Linked DNA regions of Mus musculus: region 2 is linked to region 1. The links are chromatin contacts, called in public HiChIP or PLAC-seq maps. All regions are on one chromosome and are shown on one strand. The core of a region is the stretch at or near the end of the contact, and the rest is flanking DNA. Distances in the headings are between cores, read along the strand shown.

The links. HiChIP or PLAC-seq counts read pairs in DNA pulled down with a chosen protein or histone mark.
Region 2: a contact with region 1 is called in an H3K27ac HiChIP or PLAC-seq map of heart atrium, with 10 times the contacts expected there. The contact joins two enhancer-like sites. A contact is called at or near these places in 1 of 484 Hi-C or Micro-C datasets (bone marrow-derived macrophages) and 4 of 115 datasets of contacts at active chromatin or transcription factors (cardiomyocytes, fibro-adipogenic progenitors, heart atrium and 1 more).

What each region holds. Positions count from the first base shown.
Region 1 is chr2:4,251,218-4,255,190 of GRCm38.p6, forward strand. All of the region lies in intron 1 of Frmd4a (FERM domain containing 4A), which reads left to right. Gm39752 (a long non-coding RNA gene) reads left to right here. Exons shown (of 2, transcript XR_865942.2): 2 at 1-3,973. Among named protein-coding and RNA genes, the nearest start is that of Gm39752, 5.8 kb to the left of the region's middle. RefSeq lists an enhancer at 802-2,720. Within about 2 kb of position 1,839, at least 90 of the 459 cell types and tissues checked have an H3K27ac peak or open chromatin away from gene starts, as enhancers often do. A contact at or near this core is called in heart atrium and pancreatic cancer cells, where this site is marked.
Region 2 is chr2:4,490,814-4,494,786 of GRCm38.p6, forward strand. All of the region lies in intron 4 of Frmd4a (FERM domain containing 4A), which reads left to right. The region is part of intron 3 of Gm39751 (a long non-coding RNA gene); the gene reads right to left. Among named protein-coding and RNA genes, the nearest start is that of Gm39751, 21 kb to the right of the region's middle. Within about 2 kb of position 1,833, at least 83 of the 459 cell types and tissues checked have an H3K27ac peak or open chromatin away from gene starts, as enhancers often do. A contact at or near this core is called in heart atrium and pancreatic cancer cells, where this site is marked.

The DNA.
Region 1 (3,973 bases), core at 589-3,088:
ATAAACGTCTAGTGCAGGGTGACATATAGAGAAACATTGCGATAGAGTAGCTATTTGGGCTGGAAGAGAACTTTCCTAGTGCAGTCTTGCTGGAATCACCTGCTTGCTTCTTCACAAATACTGAGAACCTATGTGAGCCATGTTCAGCCAGACCCTTGGTCTTAGGCTCTAGAACTCACAGGTGCAAATGCACATCTTCCCATTCCAAGTGGCCACAGTTGCCTGCCGCCATAGTCAATTGTTAGAGAAACTGGGCAGAAGCACATAGCTTCCCACCAACTCCTAGAGCAGTTTTCCCTGCTAAGATGAATCCCCTCTGCCTCAGGTGACCAGAGCCAGGCAACTCTGACTTTGTCTTCTGAAAGCATATATGTTGTTTCCAACCCCTGCTGTTGTGGTCCACGTGCAAAAGATAGACCTGTCAGATGGCACTGCTCACCACACACACACACACACACACACACACACATAAGCACATAGTCACACAGACACTCACATATACACCTTCTTCTGGCGATGTTAGCAAGGGAAACTGGGAGCTAGGACTATGGTCACCACTAAGCCATTATATGGGTAAGAAAGCATTACAACTCCCTCTTTTTATTTATTCAGACCTTGGTTCTGTGCCAGCGGACATCCAGAGGAGCAAAGTACATTTCTGTCTTCTTTCATGACATACTGCTTCTTTGTTTCATAAAGTTAAGCACGGTTAGGCCATGCTTATGTATGCTTATGTATGTATGCTTGTTTATGGAGCTTTTTGAATGTTGGTATGTATTTACATATTTGTGGTGGAGTGCATATGTGTCCGTGGAGTGCATGTGCAAGTGTGTGCAAGAAGTCAGATGTCAGCCTTTAGTGTTGTTCCTCTGGTACCCTCCACCTTGGCTAACCCAAAGCTTGCTAATTTGACTACAATGGCTGACCAGGAAACCCAGAGACTCACCTCTCTCCACCACCTGAGGGCTGTGATTACAAGCACATACCATAATAACAGGATTTTTTAAAAGAAGGTGGCTTCTGAGGGTTCAGCACAGGTCCCCATGCTTATGCTACAAGAACTGTATTGGCTGGGCCATTTCCCAGATACTATTTAGCATTTGATTGTGGTCATTTCTTCAGGACGTTTTCCTACTTAAGTTGGAGGACTCAAGTGGCTCCCTACCTATCTTGGTCTTGGAAATCTCATTTAAAAAGTGCCAACGCCTATATGACGGCCTCCACCCTGAAAGTCTCACAGCTGGAGGAAAGGCAACCACTGTCCAACAAGACACAGCGACAGGTTTAAAGAAGCACAGCTCCCAGGAGTCCCCTGACTGGGTGGAAGTGGCATTCCCTCTCCTGCAAGTTAGGCAGCATGGATGAAATGTTTATAAGCAACATAGTAGTCCCCATATGCGTGGGAGCATTGATAGGAGCTAGTCCAACTACTGCAGCCTTGTATTCTTAACTTGCCTCTGCCAGCAATGCAACAAATGAACTATCTCCTCCATGCTCAAAATAGACACGGTTTTCTGAGGCCCAAAGTTCACCAGCTGGTCCCAATAAAGTGCCTTTAAAATTCCTGCAAGAAGATTATGCTTTGTGATTGTGCAAGAATATATATTGTCCCAAGCCTGTTCAGATGACCATAGCAATGTAAGGTGGAGGGACTTGTGATAGTGTTTGCATGACTTGTGATAGGGTTTTACAAGGAGAAATATTTCAGACGCTACAGGAAGTGACCATAACAACAAGTCATTTAAACAGCTCCATGAAGGGAGAGTGGAGCTGGGGACACGCATTCTTTCAGCGAGGCTGTAGCTAGGGAAAACGCCAATATAAAAACAACCTATTTTTAGGGGCTCAATATCTCTTCTGTAAATGCTTGTGAGTCATATTTTACAAGGGCAACACACTCAGCCACTGTTGTACCCCAGCTCCCAGCCACCTTAGGAGAAACAAAGAGGATTCCGTCAGTGAGCGCTTCCTGGCAAAATTGCTTGTGAGCTTTTGATTGCAAAATCATTATGTTTGGCACTGAGTTAAGTAGCAGGAAGAACCTGACTTGATTTTTCAAATCCCTCGGCTGATACAATGCTGCTCTTAAGCTTTTAAACTGCTCAGTTAGGCTCAAAAGTCTCAGGGAAGCTGTAAAATGTCTATTTTAGATTCTTAGTTTTTAGTGTGCTTCCCAAGCCCCGGCAGGATTTTAATGGCATATCTGTAACAGGAGACCCCCACGCTCATATCTGGGCCGTGGTGTCTTCTCTGCTGAGGCCAATAGATAATCCTCAGGGGTTAGAATACATAGTCTGGAGAACACATGCCAGCTGGGAGTCTGTGAAACCCCCAGGCGAGCCTGTGTGATGGGATACTATGCAGATGGCAGAGAACTCTGACCCATGTTCAGCTGAACCCTGGTGGCTTCCCAAAGAACTGCAGGGAGGGCCTTTAAATGACACTATGTGCTTCAAGTATAGGACATAGGATCTTTGTTTTAGTTGACATTGTTTTATTATTATCTTTCTCTTAAACTGGTAAACACAATAACGGGCCTTACATAAGCTCTGCATACATTGCTTTTTATTGCTTCTCGTCCCTTCTCCCTTCTTTGGGACCCTGCCCACCCCTGCCCCTGCCCCTGCCCCTGCCCCTGCCCCTGCCCCTGCCCCTGCCCCTGCCCCTACCCCTGCCCCTGCCCCTGCCCCTGCCCCCACCCCCTACCAATTCTCCTTCCTTTTCCAAGTCTATAAATTCTGTTATATTTTTTCTTACCACCCCCTACCTCTAGCTAAAGACATCTGGTTCCTTTTCTAGTTCTCTCTCTCTCTCAAATGCAGGAGCCACATATGAAAAAAAATATGCAGTATTCATCATTTTAGATCTGAGATATTTCACTTAATATAGTAGTGCCCACTTCTACTCATTTTGCTGCAAATATTATAATGTCATTTTTTCTTTCACAGCTAAACAAAATTCCATTGTGTGTAGGTATCATAAGACTTTTTCTCCATTCATCTGTTGTTAGACATTCCTTTACTGTAATGCAATAGTGAGCAAGGCATGCTGGCTTATCTGTCGTAAAACATATAGGCCTCTGGGTGATACCCAGGAGCAGTACAGCTGGGCCACTTCGTGGTTATGTGTTTAGTGTTTTGAGACTTCTATTCTGATTTCCACAGTGATTTAACTATTTTGCAGCCCCACTAGTCGTAAGTCAGGGTTCTGCTTTCTGGACATCCTCACCAGATGTGGTCTTTTGCGGTGCCGTAGAAAGAACATTAGCATCATCACAGTTAAATTTAAATAAATAAACTTAAATTTGGGATATGTCCATTATACGCTCTGAGCCTTAATTTCCATATCTGTGAACTATCCAGAGATAATAAGATCAACCCAACATCATCACCAAGAGAAGGATGAGCATGGGAAACCTCTGCCTTCTACTGATGAGGTCAGCTTGAGCCCACAATCCTGCCAGGGCCTCACCAGTGGTGGGAACACAGACTAGAATCACAGCTCCAGACTCTTGCCTCGGTCTTGAAGTGCCAAAAAGTGACTTTCATCTATATCCAGTAGTTATTCAAGTACAACACATACTCACCATAGCACTCAGGAGACAGCCCAATGTGCTGTTATATCAAAATAATTAAAAGAACATATTTATTTTGAGGAATGGAAATATTCATTGACTGCATGATGCATCTCCCTTTCCTATGTATAAATCATACTGTCTGCTAGTGTTACTGTGAAAAATGCTGTCAGGGAAAGAGGAAATATGCATTTCTTCTCTTAATACAATGTCAGGGCTATATCAGCCACCTCGCTTCTGCAGGCTTCTTACTGCCTGCCTCAGGATGCAGCCTACATTGAGGAGTCACAGAATGGACTGAGTCTTAGATGATGAACTCAGTCAACCATCCCTGAGTCAACTACAGCTGAGCTCTGACTCTGGTCATGAGATGGTCATTTCCTCATTGTTTGACATTGG
Region 2 (3,973 bases), core at 583-3,082, 240 kb after region 1:
CTGGTTACAAAGTAAAGCCTCTGAAATCCTAAGCATCAGAGGCACTTGGCTGCAGAAATCCACAGCTTACCATCCACATTATTATCACCCCCTCTTCACCACCGAAAGTCAGCGTTCCAAATGTGACATTTGTGTTCATTACAAAATGAAACCACTGGCCCGTTTAATTAACATTTGCTGTAAATATTCAGTGGTTCCCCAAGTGCCAAGAGGTAGCTAGCTGCAAGAGTGGCAGCAGGGCAGGGGCCTGGCAGAGCTCTCGCTGGCTGACGTCATCTGGATAGAGGTCAGTGTGTTACAGCCTTAGCTCATAGCCTCTGTGAGGTAAAAAAGAGATGCCATTCCCCAAGGCTGCAGGCAGGTCTAGATGTATAATCATTCAAGCAACCAGAATGGAGTACATACCTCAACTTCAGACTAGGATAAAATACTGAGTCCCGAGTCCTCTGAGCTGCTGTGGGTGTGACATGGCTCCTGGAGGTTACCATTCTGGCTGGCTTTGACCTCAGCCTAGACGGTTGCTCCTTTCAGCTCAGAAGAAAGCACTAAGATTATCCCTGGTGTGTGTGGAAAATAACTTATTTTAATATGTACATTTTGTGGGCTGGAGAAATGACTGGCGCGGGGCGGGGGAGGGGGGGAGTAAGACTGAATAAGCTGAGGGCATGGCCAGCTCAAAGGTATGGTTAAGGGGAAGGGTTTATTATAGGTGTGAGGAAGAAAACAGCCAGAGGCATCTGGAAGAGCATAGAGCAGAGAAGGCAATAGAACACGACCAGCAGACTGGCTTTGACCATGGGGTTAGAGGAGAGAGAAAGAGAAGGAGAAGACCAACATGGAGCAAAATGGAGAGGGGGTGCTGAAATAGCAGGGCTATAAAGAGAAGTGAGTATCTGGGGAGGGAAGCCCATGAGCTAAAGGCAGCGCTGAGAAGAGCCAGGATGCTAGCATGGACTCTGAAATGTGTGCTTGTACTTGTGATGCTGGGAGCCTGGAAGCCAGCGTGCACTTTAGTATATGAGTAAGCACCACAGATGTGTGCCTTGTGCCAGTGATAAGGGGATGGCTCTTTGGTAGAGAGGGAAGCAGCTTCATGGGTTCCTGGGGAATGCTGGCTTTTGTCTAGCCACCAGAATTCAGGGAAATGGAGTTTCCTTTGGGCCTGACAGCTGCCAGGCCTGGTGACCTGAGTTCCCTCCCTGGAACCCAGGTGGTGGACAGAGAGAGATGACTCTGCCAAGCACTCCTCTATCCTCCACAGACACAAGTGCATTCACACACAGGGAGGGGTTTGCCTTGCTGTTCAAGTATGATGAAGCCAACAGATCAAGGGTTGAAAGTGTCCTGTGACAGAGCCCAGGAGAAGAGGTGATGTCACATGGTGCCGGGAGAGTTGGGAGGCAAAGGGGGGAAAAGAAGGCAGTATCCTCTACTGGGCTTTCTATGGAAAGCCACTGCCGCGCTGGGAAAACAGGCTTGGGATTGGCTAATTTAAATGACTATGATTTCAATGGGCTTTCCAACCTAGGGCCTTTCCCATGTCATCTGGAACATGTCTCTGGTCAGAAAGGTAGGGGACCATGAGAGAAGAGATGGTGGCAGCATTTGAGAGTCAGTAGAGGTTGTAGAAGTGAGACTTTGGGCCCCTTAGTCATATTTGAGAGTTAGAGCTCTGATGGCCATGGGTAGCTTACTAGCTGTATGAACTGGCTGACTTTGAAGCCAGCAAGGCCCAGACATTCACGCATTGTAAAGATACGGTTAATGCCGAGCAGACTTGGGGTTGCCTGTATAGACCCTTGCAGCGGAAGATACATCTTTTGTTTTCCCTGGACTCACTCAGAAACTCAGAAGGTTCTTTGTAAACTGTTTGAGGAAGCCATCCCTTCCCTACATGGGCAGTTAAGGAGGAGCAACAGTGCCCCCTACTGACACAGAGGACCACAAACCAGATGTTCATAAAAGCACCAGACCTAGTTTTTTGGAGGGGGAGAGAGGAAAGGGCAACCTCAACTTTTCTTGCAAACCATCGAGTCCCCTCATTTCCCCAGAAATCTCTTCAACCTTGTGCCCGGCCAGGGTGGGAATAGAGATGTCTCGGGTCTCTTTTCATCCAGACATTTCACTTCAGAGTTTCCTAGCACAGATCGAAAGTTCAGGATGAATTAAACGCCCAAGGTTATGAACAAACACATGCCAGGCCCCAAGCCTCCAGGATTTTCCAGTCTGTTGTCTTGGTGATAAAGGTTAACAGGAAACTGCTTTCCGATTTCTGTCAAGAGGAGGATTGCTCTCTCTCTCTCTCTCTCTCTCTCTCTCCCTTTCCCCCTCCGCTCCCCCTCCCCTCTCCCTCTCTTGCTCTCCCTCTCTTGCTCTCCCTCCCTTCCACCTCTCTCCTAGCCATGCTTGTCATTTCTGCACCTCCTTGGACTTGACTGCCAGATGGTAGACGTCCATGAAAACGGAAGCGGGCGCCTGAGACAGCAGGGCTGCCGCCTCATTTACTTCTCCATTACCGCAGCGCGGAAGGGAGAAGTGGAGTGTTGGGCTCTTAGGAGATAGTCTTCAGGAGAAACCTGGGGCTGAGGAGGGGGGCTGAGGAGGGGGGTACACAGGACATCTCTGTGCTTTAGTTGAGGACTAAGGCAAACGGGATAAAGACACAGGACTTGGAAAACTGGGCTATTTCAGACCCCGTGGGCTTCCACTCAAACATTACTATGGCGATAAGCCTTCCCTGCCAGGCTTGGGAGGTCACTGGTGGGTTTTTGTCATTAAGAGACAAGCAAATCAGCAGCCATGCTTTATCCACTTTCTGTGTAGACAGGGAAAGACAGGAAGTAGCCTGAAACCTGGCTGTGTTGGGGGGTGAGACCCCACACCTGAAGTTTTATGACATTTTGCTTATCATTTGTTATTTCTTTGTCCTTACTCTTTCTCTGCTGATGTGGCTTAAATCTGAATTATACACACGCACACACAGATAGATACACACAGATGCAGACACATGCACACACACATACACACAGAGAGACACAGACACACATATACACACAGAAAGACACAGACATACAAACACACACACATACACACACAGAAACACACACACAAGCACAGACACACACAAACACACATGTACACACATACACACAGACACAGGCACACACACACATACACACAGAGAGATACACACACACACAGATACAGACACATGCACACACACATATACACAGAGAGACGCAGACACACACGTACACAGACATACACACACACATACACAGAGAGATACACACACAGACACATGTGTAAACACACAGAGAGAGACACAGACACACATATACATACAGAAAGACACAGACATACAAACACACACACATCCACACACACGCACGCACACACTCACGCACATACGTTTGTTGAATGTTCGGACCCAACTGGTGCTGCCATTTGGGGACATTGAGGAACCTTTGTGACATGGGACTTATCTAGCAAAGGCAGGTTGCTGGAGGGAAACCTTGGAGGATATATTTGTCTTGGTTCCAGCCTGAGCTCTGTGCTTCCTAAACCATCCACGAAAACATGAGCAAACCTTTCTGAAAGCCCCCTCAGCTGCCACACTGTCCCTGCCACGCTGGACTGGTGTCTCCAAACATCAACCCCAAATGAGTCCTTCCTCCTTTTCATTGCTTCTGTGAGGTGTTCCTTCACAATGACAAGAAAGTAGCATACTACCCCTTAGGGACTCTGACCAAGGTGGGACAGACTGAAGAAAAGCTGAGCATCAAAGTTAGCAGTTATGTCAGGCTCTGTACTTGATCTAGAGGCACAAAGATAACAGTGGTATGCCCCACCCCTCCTGGAGGCCTGGGTTGTCAGAAATGACAGGGCTGAGGGAAGTGTACTGAGCAGTGCCCCAGGAGCTCAGGGGAGGGGCTGTGCTTGCATATATGGTGGAGCTGGGGGTAGGGGAGCA